Regions from separate parts of the Sus scrofa genome. Here region 1 is linked to region 2. The links are chromatin contacts, called in public Hi-C maps. All regions are on one chromosome and are shown on one strand. Each heading gives the region's core, a stretch centred on a gene start, on an enhancer-like site or on the middle of the called end of the contact. The rest is flanking DNA. Distances are from core to core; before and after follow the strand shown. Region 1 overlaps UBE2E3 (ubiquitin-conjugating enzyme E2 E3). Region 2 holds the start of UBE2E3 (ubiquitin-conjugating enzyme E2 E3).

What was found. Hi-C and Micro-C count contacts between places; a contact is called where the count stands out from the background.
Region 1: a contact with region 2 is called in a Hi-C map of fetal liver, with 2.1 times the contacts expected there. The contact joins the enhancer-like site here to the promoter of UBE2E3 in region 2. A contact is called at or near these places in 2 of 5 promoter capture datasets (fetal liver and liver), 6 of 47 Hi-C or Micro-C datasets (alveolar macrophages, fetal heart ventricle, fetal liver and 1 more) and 1 of 2 datasets of contacts at active chromatin or transcription factors (skeletal muscle).

The regions. Positions count from the first base shown.
Region 1 is chr15:86,550,185-86,553,839 of Sscrofa11.1, reverse strand. All of the region lies in intron 3 of UBE2E3 (ubiquitin-conjugating enzyme E2 E3), which reads right to left. Among named protein-coding and RNA genes, the nearest start is that of UBE2E3, 81 kb to the right of the region's middle. Within about 2 kb of position 1,754, at least 4 of the 83 cell types and tissues checked have an H3K27ac peak or open chromatin away from gene starts, as enhancers often do. A contact at or near this core is called in fetal liver, where this site is marked.
Region 2 is chr15:86,469,220-86,473,155 of Sscrofa11.1, reverse strand. UBE2E3 (ubiquitin-conjugating enzyme E2 E3) reads right to left here and starts at 2,244. Exons shown (of 6, transcript XM_021076031.1): 1 at 1,661-2,244; 2 at 411-629. The coding sequence starts at 604.

The DNA of each region.
Region 1 (3,655 bases), core at 505-3,004, 81 kb before region 2:
ATAAAGTAGGTACTATTATTATATTCCTATTTTTAGATGAGGTAACTAAAGTTCAGAAAGTTAAATAACTCCCCACATGTCCCAAAGCTACAAATGCCTCAGAGAGAATCTGGACAATGTCTGAATAAATCTCTACTAACCTCAGTGACCTTTGCTATATTTATATTTCCTCTTATAATTTCAAGTGCTACTATATGTAATTTAATCTCTAGTCAAATTTTGCAAATACTTACTTGGGTAGGAACCCAAGTAGAGCTACTCTCTAAAGAAATAATTTCCTCAGTGATATTCTTTGGTTCTTAAGCAAAACCATGCTAGGCCTCAGATAGATGGATAGCGATGTGGGGGAATACTATATTTTAATGAATCACAAAATTTCGGCATGAAAAACACGTAGTTGAAGCCAACCACCCCCTTTACAGTTGAAGAAACCAATTCACAAAAAGTGATCCATTTTAAATTCCTTCTGCTAGCTGATGAAGAACTGGGATTCCAAACCAAACTATTGTGTTCTTAAATTTGCTTTCTTCTCATTTATGCTACTTTGCTACAACACACTAAAGATATGGTTATTATAACTGTCCTGGAGTAGACAGAGTAGGGCTGCAGCTTATGGATGTGTTTTAAGCACAATTAGCCTAAGGTGAGTTAGGGCTAAAATCTAGCCCTTGTTAGCTTCTTTGTCTCAAATAAGAGCCCCATATCTTTCTCAGAAAGGTACCACCTGCTAATCAAGACATGAGGGGTGGGGTTAGCACTACTGACTCCACCCTAATTCAAAATACAACATTTTATAGATTAGTAGTTGACCAGCCACTGAGGCTTCACAGCTGAGTAGAAAATGGGTCCTAATTGCTGACAATCTCAAGATAGGTGCTTTTCACTAGTTCTCATGCTGCTATTCAATTTTTTTTTTCACTCATTTTCAATCTCTCTTTTCCAAAAGGACAACACTCCAGTAATTCTGCTCTATCCTGGATCATTTATTTCGCCCTCTCTGGTGAATCATACCCACATGAATAAATACTACAATCCATTTCCCCAATCCTTATTATAAAACAAAAACCTTGATTCCTTTACCCCTTCCAGTTCTCTGCTCAATTACCTTAACAGGTTTTTACACCTCACCACTCCATAGAAACTCCTCTCATCCAAGGTCACCAATGATCTCATCACTAGACCCAATGTTCATTTCTCAATCTTCATCATATCTGACTAGGCCACAGCAACATCTGACACAGCTGGCCACTTCTTTCTCCTTGATATACTTTCTCTGCTTTGTTGCTAGAATAACATACTTACCAGTTTTTCTCCTAAATTTCCTGGCCCCTCTTTCTCAATCAACAATTCTGTTCCTTATCTCTCTAACCTCTAAATACTGCCACTCTTCCAGAGCTCAGCCCTTAAACCTCTCCTTTCTACCTACATCCAGTCTTTTGTTGATCTCCTACAGTGCCAATAAACTCTTAATCCCCAAATCTATCTCCAGCCTAAAATTCCACCCTGAATTCCAGAGCTATATATCTAAATGCTGACTAAACAGTCTTTATTCTGAAATCTAATACTTTGAATCCAGTAATTCTAAAAAGTTTAATATTTCCCAAATTGACTCCCTGATGTTCCAATTTCTCTTTCAAGTTTCCCTACTTCAGTGAATGGCAACTTTCAGTTCCTTAGGGGGAAAGCCTAAACCTCCCCCTTGATAGCACTGTATCTAACATACTGTATATCAGCAAATTCCACAGGTTTTATCTTCAAAACATACCCCAAATTCTACCACTTCTCCCTCCTCCTATTGGCCCAACCTCAGTGGAAGACAACAGCATCCTCTGGTGTTAAATGCAATAGCCTTCTTGCTTCCACCTGAGACCCTAACCCCCACACAGCAATAGTCTATTCTCAAGGACAACCAGGCTCAGCGACAGTTAAAAAGCAAGTGAGATCACAATACCCTAGCCAAAACCCTCTAAAGGCTTACCTTCTTACTCTGTGTTCAAGTCTTATGACCTATGCAGCACTGGATAATCTGTTGCTACCATCACCACTAACATCCATCCTTCTTACCTGTTCCCCTCTTCCTTGTTCATCTGGCTGTAGGAACCTACTTCTCCAGCATATCCACCTCTGCAGCAGTATGTCTCTGCTGGGAATACTTGCTTTCCCTCAAGATACCCACATGGTCTGCTCCACCACCTTATGCAGGTCTTTTTTGGCTCAAAAGCAGGCTTGCTAGGGACACCTCTCCTGGCCACTCTATCTAAAACGTCACATAGAACTGCCACAAGTTTCACCTTCCTTTCTGTTTTTTTCCCTAAAGCATCTTTACTCTCTTACATGTATTTTATTTATTCCTATTACTCACTTCTGTCTGTCCCCTACTATAATGAAAGCCCCAGGGGGTTAAAAAATGTGGACTAGACTCTTTATAGTGGCCTGGGCTTTTTATGCCCTAAAAATCAGATATATATTTTAATAATTCAAGTGACTAAAGAGTTGCAGGGTAAGTTCAAGGGGAAAGGAAAAGGAGATCTCACAGAGCATGTTTATTAGCAGGGGAAAGGAAAAAAAGAGGAAAAGGGACACAGAAAAGAATCTTTTTCTTAAACAGGTATCCCCTACTTTTCAAAAATTCACTTTATGATACTTCGCTCTTATGCATGCTATATATTAATACGTGTTTTCTCCAACCAAAAGAAATCCAAAGAGGATTTTCGCTTTTGCAAAAACAGTGTTCAGTGTTTGCTTTGCAGTGAACATTACAGAGGCAGCACACACTCTGAGCAGTGGAGGAGCACCAAGCTCCTTCCCCAGGACTACACTCAGCATCTCAGCATCAAGCCTCCATAGCTTTGAATTGTATATGTGAGCCTCTGTGCTTTATCTCAATTTATTTTGTGAACTGCTAGCAAGACATGCCCTAAGGTAACTGCTTCTTCACGTTACATCATTTAGGCTTATAAAAGGTTTTTCATAGGAACACTCTATTTTTGGATAGTGGGGTAAACCTATATTAACTTGATAAAAAAGTGTTCATTTACTTAGTAATTCACTGTTGCAGCAAAACTAAAATTCATTCCAGTTGAGTCAAACTGGGAAAAAGCAGAGACAACATTAACCAAGACCCTGTTTACTGAAACCTCAATATTTGCTAATGCCAAAAGGATCAGTTATTAAATCCCATAATTGAGGACTTAGGTTTTTGTTTAAATACTATTAATTGAGAAGTATTTTTATTTCACTATTTTTCTCCTGCAAACATTCCTTTCCTCCTTTTAAACATCATGTTTCCCATAAGCTAGTCTATTTTCTACACAAAACAAACAAAAGTAAAGAGAAGGCAAAAGTTTAGACAGAGCGACAAACCTACACCTGGGAATTTTTTGTTACCAGCTGCTCTTAGTGTTAATGAGTGACATTATTTTAAACATTAGTAGCAGGAGGACTGATCTTAGCAAAATCCATTTTCTTGTCACTTGAATATTAATTCAGCAATTACTGTTGCTGCAAGGGTCATTAACACTAGACTTTACAGCACTGGAGTGATTCCCCGTAAGAACTTTCAAATGCTTAATAATAGATTCAATTTAAAACACATCCTTTTTTAAAAAACACAATTCTTTTACACACACCACTTTTTAATCCTGTTCTAAGACAA
Region 2 (3,936 bases), core at 995-3,494:
GCACACATGATTACTTCTGATCATTAAGTTTCATGGAGAGGCACTGCTGATCTCTAGAAGTGTCAATTTCAATGAAGAAGAAAATGACTCATAAAAAGGAAATATCCTCAATGTACCAGTTAATTTGAGTTGACCAAATTTTCCTTGCCAACTCCTTAAACAATCTGTCAGAGGTTAATCCAATCTCTCTCCAAGGACACTCTCACTGAAGTTACCAAAGTACAGAACAAGTTTGCTTAAAAGCCTAATTCTAGGGAGGTGGCTTATAGACCATCTAAAGAATGACAACTCATTCAAGTACAAATAAAACTGATCAAGAAGGAAGTATTTTTCAACTATTGCTACTGATGTAAAACCAACAAAAGTGTCCAACACAGACAACATGCGTAATCCTTTTTTTCACACATTACCTTTTAGCACTAGTGGATAACTTAGCAGTGGTTTTGCTAGAGAGTTTGGTGTTTTTCTTCTGCTGGGTGGCAGAAGGTTTTCTTTCTTCTTGTTCTTCTGGCTCTGGAGCGGCTGGGTCTCGCTGGTCCGCATCTGAACTACCACTGCTGGTGCTGGGGCTCTCATCATCGGACCTTTGCCGATCACTGGACATCTTGGTGAAGTTATTTCTTGGAAAACTTTTCAATAGAAAAGGGAGAAAGGACAGGTAAGTCTATTAAATAAACCAACAGCATTTTCATCTCTTTATCTTCACCTAAAATCGTATTTTAATGAAAAGACTTCAAAAGTGTTCACACTTATCTCGTCGTAAAGCAAGGTTACAGGGGAGGTGATGGGTCTTACAACGCCAGCGTTCAGGGATTTACGAACTCAAGTTAGAAAACCCACTCACATTTTTTTCCATCCCTTGGACAATCTATCAATTGTCTACTTTCTCAGAAGGCATGAAACAGATTTGCCAGGGAACTTAGGCAACGAGCATTAATAACATATGACACACTGTAAATAACAGATCTTGCTGAAAAATGTTAAAAAGTCACTAATAACGTCTAAATATTTACACGCTGACATTGGTCAAAGCTACCAAATTCCCTTTCCAAGAGGAAAACATACCCTGTTAATCGCCCATATGCTTATTTAAGGTGGCGATTCCTCCTCGGTGCACGTAAGCCTTTAAATACAACACTTAGGAATTTAAAAAATCAACTAACAAGCTGCTCTAGCCGTTTCCACGGCCAGCAGGGAAGATTCATCCGGCCAAGACCGAGCTGCCACCCTGGGAAAAGCAAAATTCAAACTGCACCTTCTGCAAAGCTCCCCATGCCATCAAGGTTCCTCGCTCAATTTTTACATCACGGACCGACATTTTGTCCAAAATAACGAAAAAAAAAATCAGAGGAAAAACAAACAAACAAACAAAGCCCCAAGAAGTGCAACAAATTTCCGCGCCCGCGGAGGCGAGCCGCGGCCGGCGGCGCGGCCACGCAGCTCCGCGGCCCTTTGTGGGGAGGGCCGCGCGGGGGCCGCGGGCAGCGCTCGCCGCGCCGGGCGCCAAGTGATGCGAGCAGCCCGGCCGGCCCCGCCGCGGCTCGCGGACACCGGCGGCGCGGGCGCCCGGCGCGAACAAAGCTGCCCGCCCCCGCCCCCTCCCCCACCGCCGCCGCCGCCCCGGCCGCCCCCACGCGGCCCCCCGGCCCCGCCGCCTTACCTCGGCCGCCCGCCCGGCCCGCTCGCGCGCCGCTACGGTGTGGGGGAGGGAGAGAGAAAAAAACCCTTCCTTAAGGAAATGGAGGCAGCTGGGGGGGGGAAAGGGGGGGAGGGAAAAAAAGAAGCCGAGGAGGCTCTGGCCGGGGAGTGTGGAACATTGAAAGTCGGAGGGGGTTGTGCAGTGCCGGGCTCCGGCCGGAGGGTGGCGCCGCCCAGCGCCTTCGGAAAAAAGGGGGGGTGGGAGCTCGGCTGGGCGAGGGCGCGAGCTCCCGGCGAGGCGGAGGGGACGCGGGAGACCCCCGCGCGCTGTGGCCTCCCGCCGCCGCCTCCCGGCTCGGCTCCTCCCGGCCGCGCAGTCAGCAAGTTCCGAGGCGAGCGCGGGGGAGGGGCGGGCGCGGCGGCGGCGCGCGTGCTCGCTCACTGCTTGCCTGGCGAAGGGGCACGCGCCGCCGGCGGGCGCGAGCCTTTCTCGCGCGCTCCCGCGCGCTCTTTCCGCGCCTCCCTTCACCCGGGGGGCGCACGCGTCCGCCCGCGCGCGGCCCGGACAAAGAGCGCGGCGGGGACCCAGCGGGCTGGCCCCTGCCGCCCTTGGCCGCGGAGCGGGTGCCAGAAAAGGCGGGGGCGCGGGCGCCGTCTCGTGGGGCCGCTGTGCCGCGGGGTGGCTTCCGGCCTGAGCCCGCCTCCGGAGCGAGACTGCCCATTGGGCTACCTACCCCGCACGCTGGGCCGGGATCATCCCTGGGGCTGACCTGCAGCCCCACTGCATGTGCAGGGGCCGGCTTGGACCCCAGGGGCCCCAACTTCTGGACTAGCGCCCCGGGTGCGTGGTCGAGAGTCCCCCACTGCCCTAGAAGACTGCAGACTAATGGGTGTCGTTGACGAAGGCGGGCATGCAGGAGGAGGAAAGCTGCCTCTTGCCCCTCGTGTGAGCTAAAAGGGCAACATGGGGTCTTCGGCATCGAGGGAGGAAAAGAGATTTTGAGACTAGTTGACCAGCCTCTGCTTGCTTCTCTTTGGCCCTCAGCATACCAAAGGAGAAGGTGATCCTTCGGGTGCTTTGAAAACTTAAAAATTCAAAACAATTTTTTAAATGTCCCACTCAAGATTGTTTAAGTGAAGAAGGTCATAAACAGGGTTTATACCTGATGCTTTGCTGCGTGGTTCTAGTGAGGTGCATGCTAGAGGCCAGTTCTGGAAAGAGAACCATCTGTGATACTAGGTCAGAATGTCCACCCAGAAAAAAAGCTTCAGGTGGAGATAGTGAAGGTTAGTAGTTTTGTTCTGTCATTCTCTCTTGCAGTCTCCAGGTGGACTGCAGTTTTTGCCCCAGGCACAAAGTAACCAGAAGTACAAAAACTTCCTGTTTGCAGCCCAGACCTTCTCCAGCTCCTGAGAACTTGCTCCAGTGATGGAGCCCCAAAGGAATTTGTGGATTCCTCTCCCACAAATGTCAGGAGCAGGGGTGCTGGGAGAATGTGGAGTTCAGAGCAGGAATGACAATGGCAGAGTCATAACAGATGAACTAGAATTAAAGGGAAAAAGGGGAAAAAAAGGCTGAATGAGCCAACATATTGACTTTTTTTTCCTCCAGAGAGAAAAGTTTTGGTAAAGTGCTGCTTACAAATCTGAAGAGTAAGTTACAGTTCTGTAATTTTCCAAAGACACTGTCATTCGGTGAACCTTTTGGAGAACTATGCCCTAATTGCTGGACACACAAAACTCTCTCATTCAACTAGTGTGTGACTAAAGCCAGGTCTCCCTGCTCTAGAAGCCACCAGTCCAAAAGGAGAGCAAATGTTAAAGTCCACCAAGTTGATAAGAAGGAAAGATATTCTAGTCAGGAAGTCTCCTGTTGAAGAAGGCACCCTGTGTGTGGGGGGGGGGGGAAGACAAGCATTTTGATTTGGCTAGATCAAAGGGTACTGTGGAAAGAGACTGTTAGTGAAGATACAGATTGAAGGTTCCCCCCAACTTACACACTGTGATGCTACAGCAAAAGCTAGCCAGTTCGGAGTTTGGACTTTGCTTTGTTTGGAATGGGAGGTTGTGAAAGGAAAGCTATATATTAAAAAGTGTGTTCTTTTAGGAAGTTTATCACAGAAGTAAACTGCAGGCCCACAAGCCAATTGCTGATAGGATTAGGGTGGGGCTAGGAGATAAAGATCTTCAGTTGTGTTTTGGTAGCATTTTCCATGATATAAAAAACAATACTATACTATACTGAAAAGGAAGGGAACTGGATTCTAATTTCATTTTACCAGATTCATGTGACTTCAG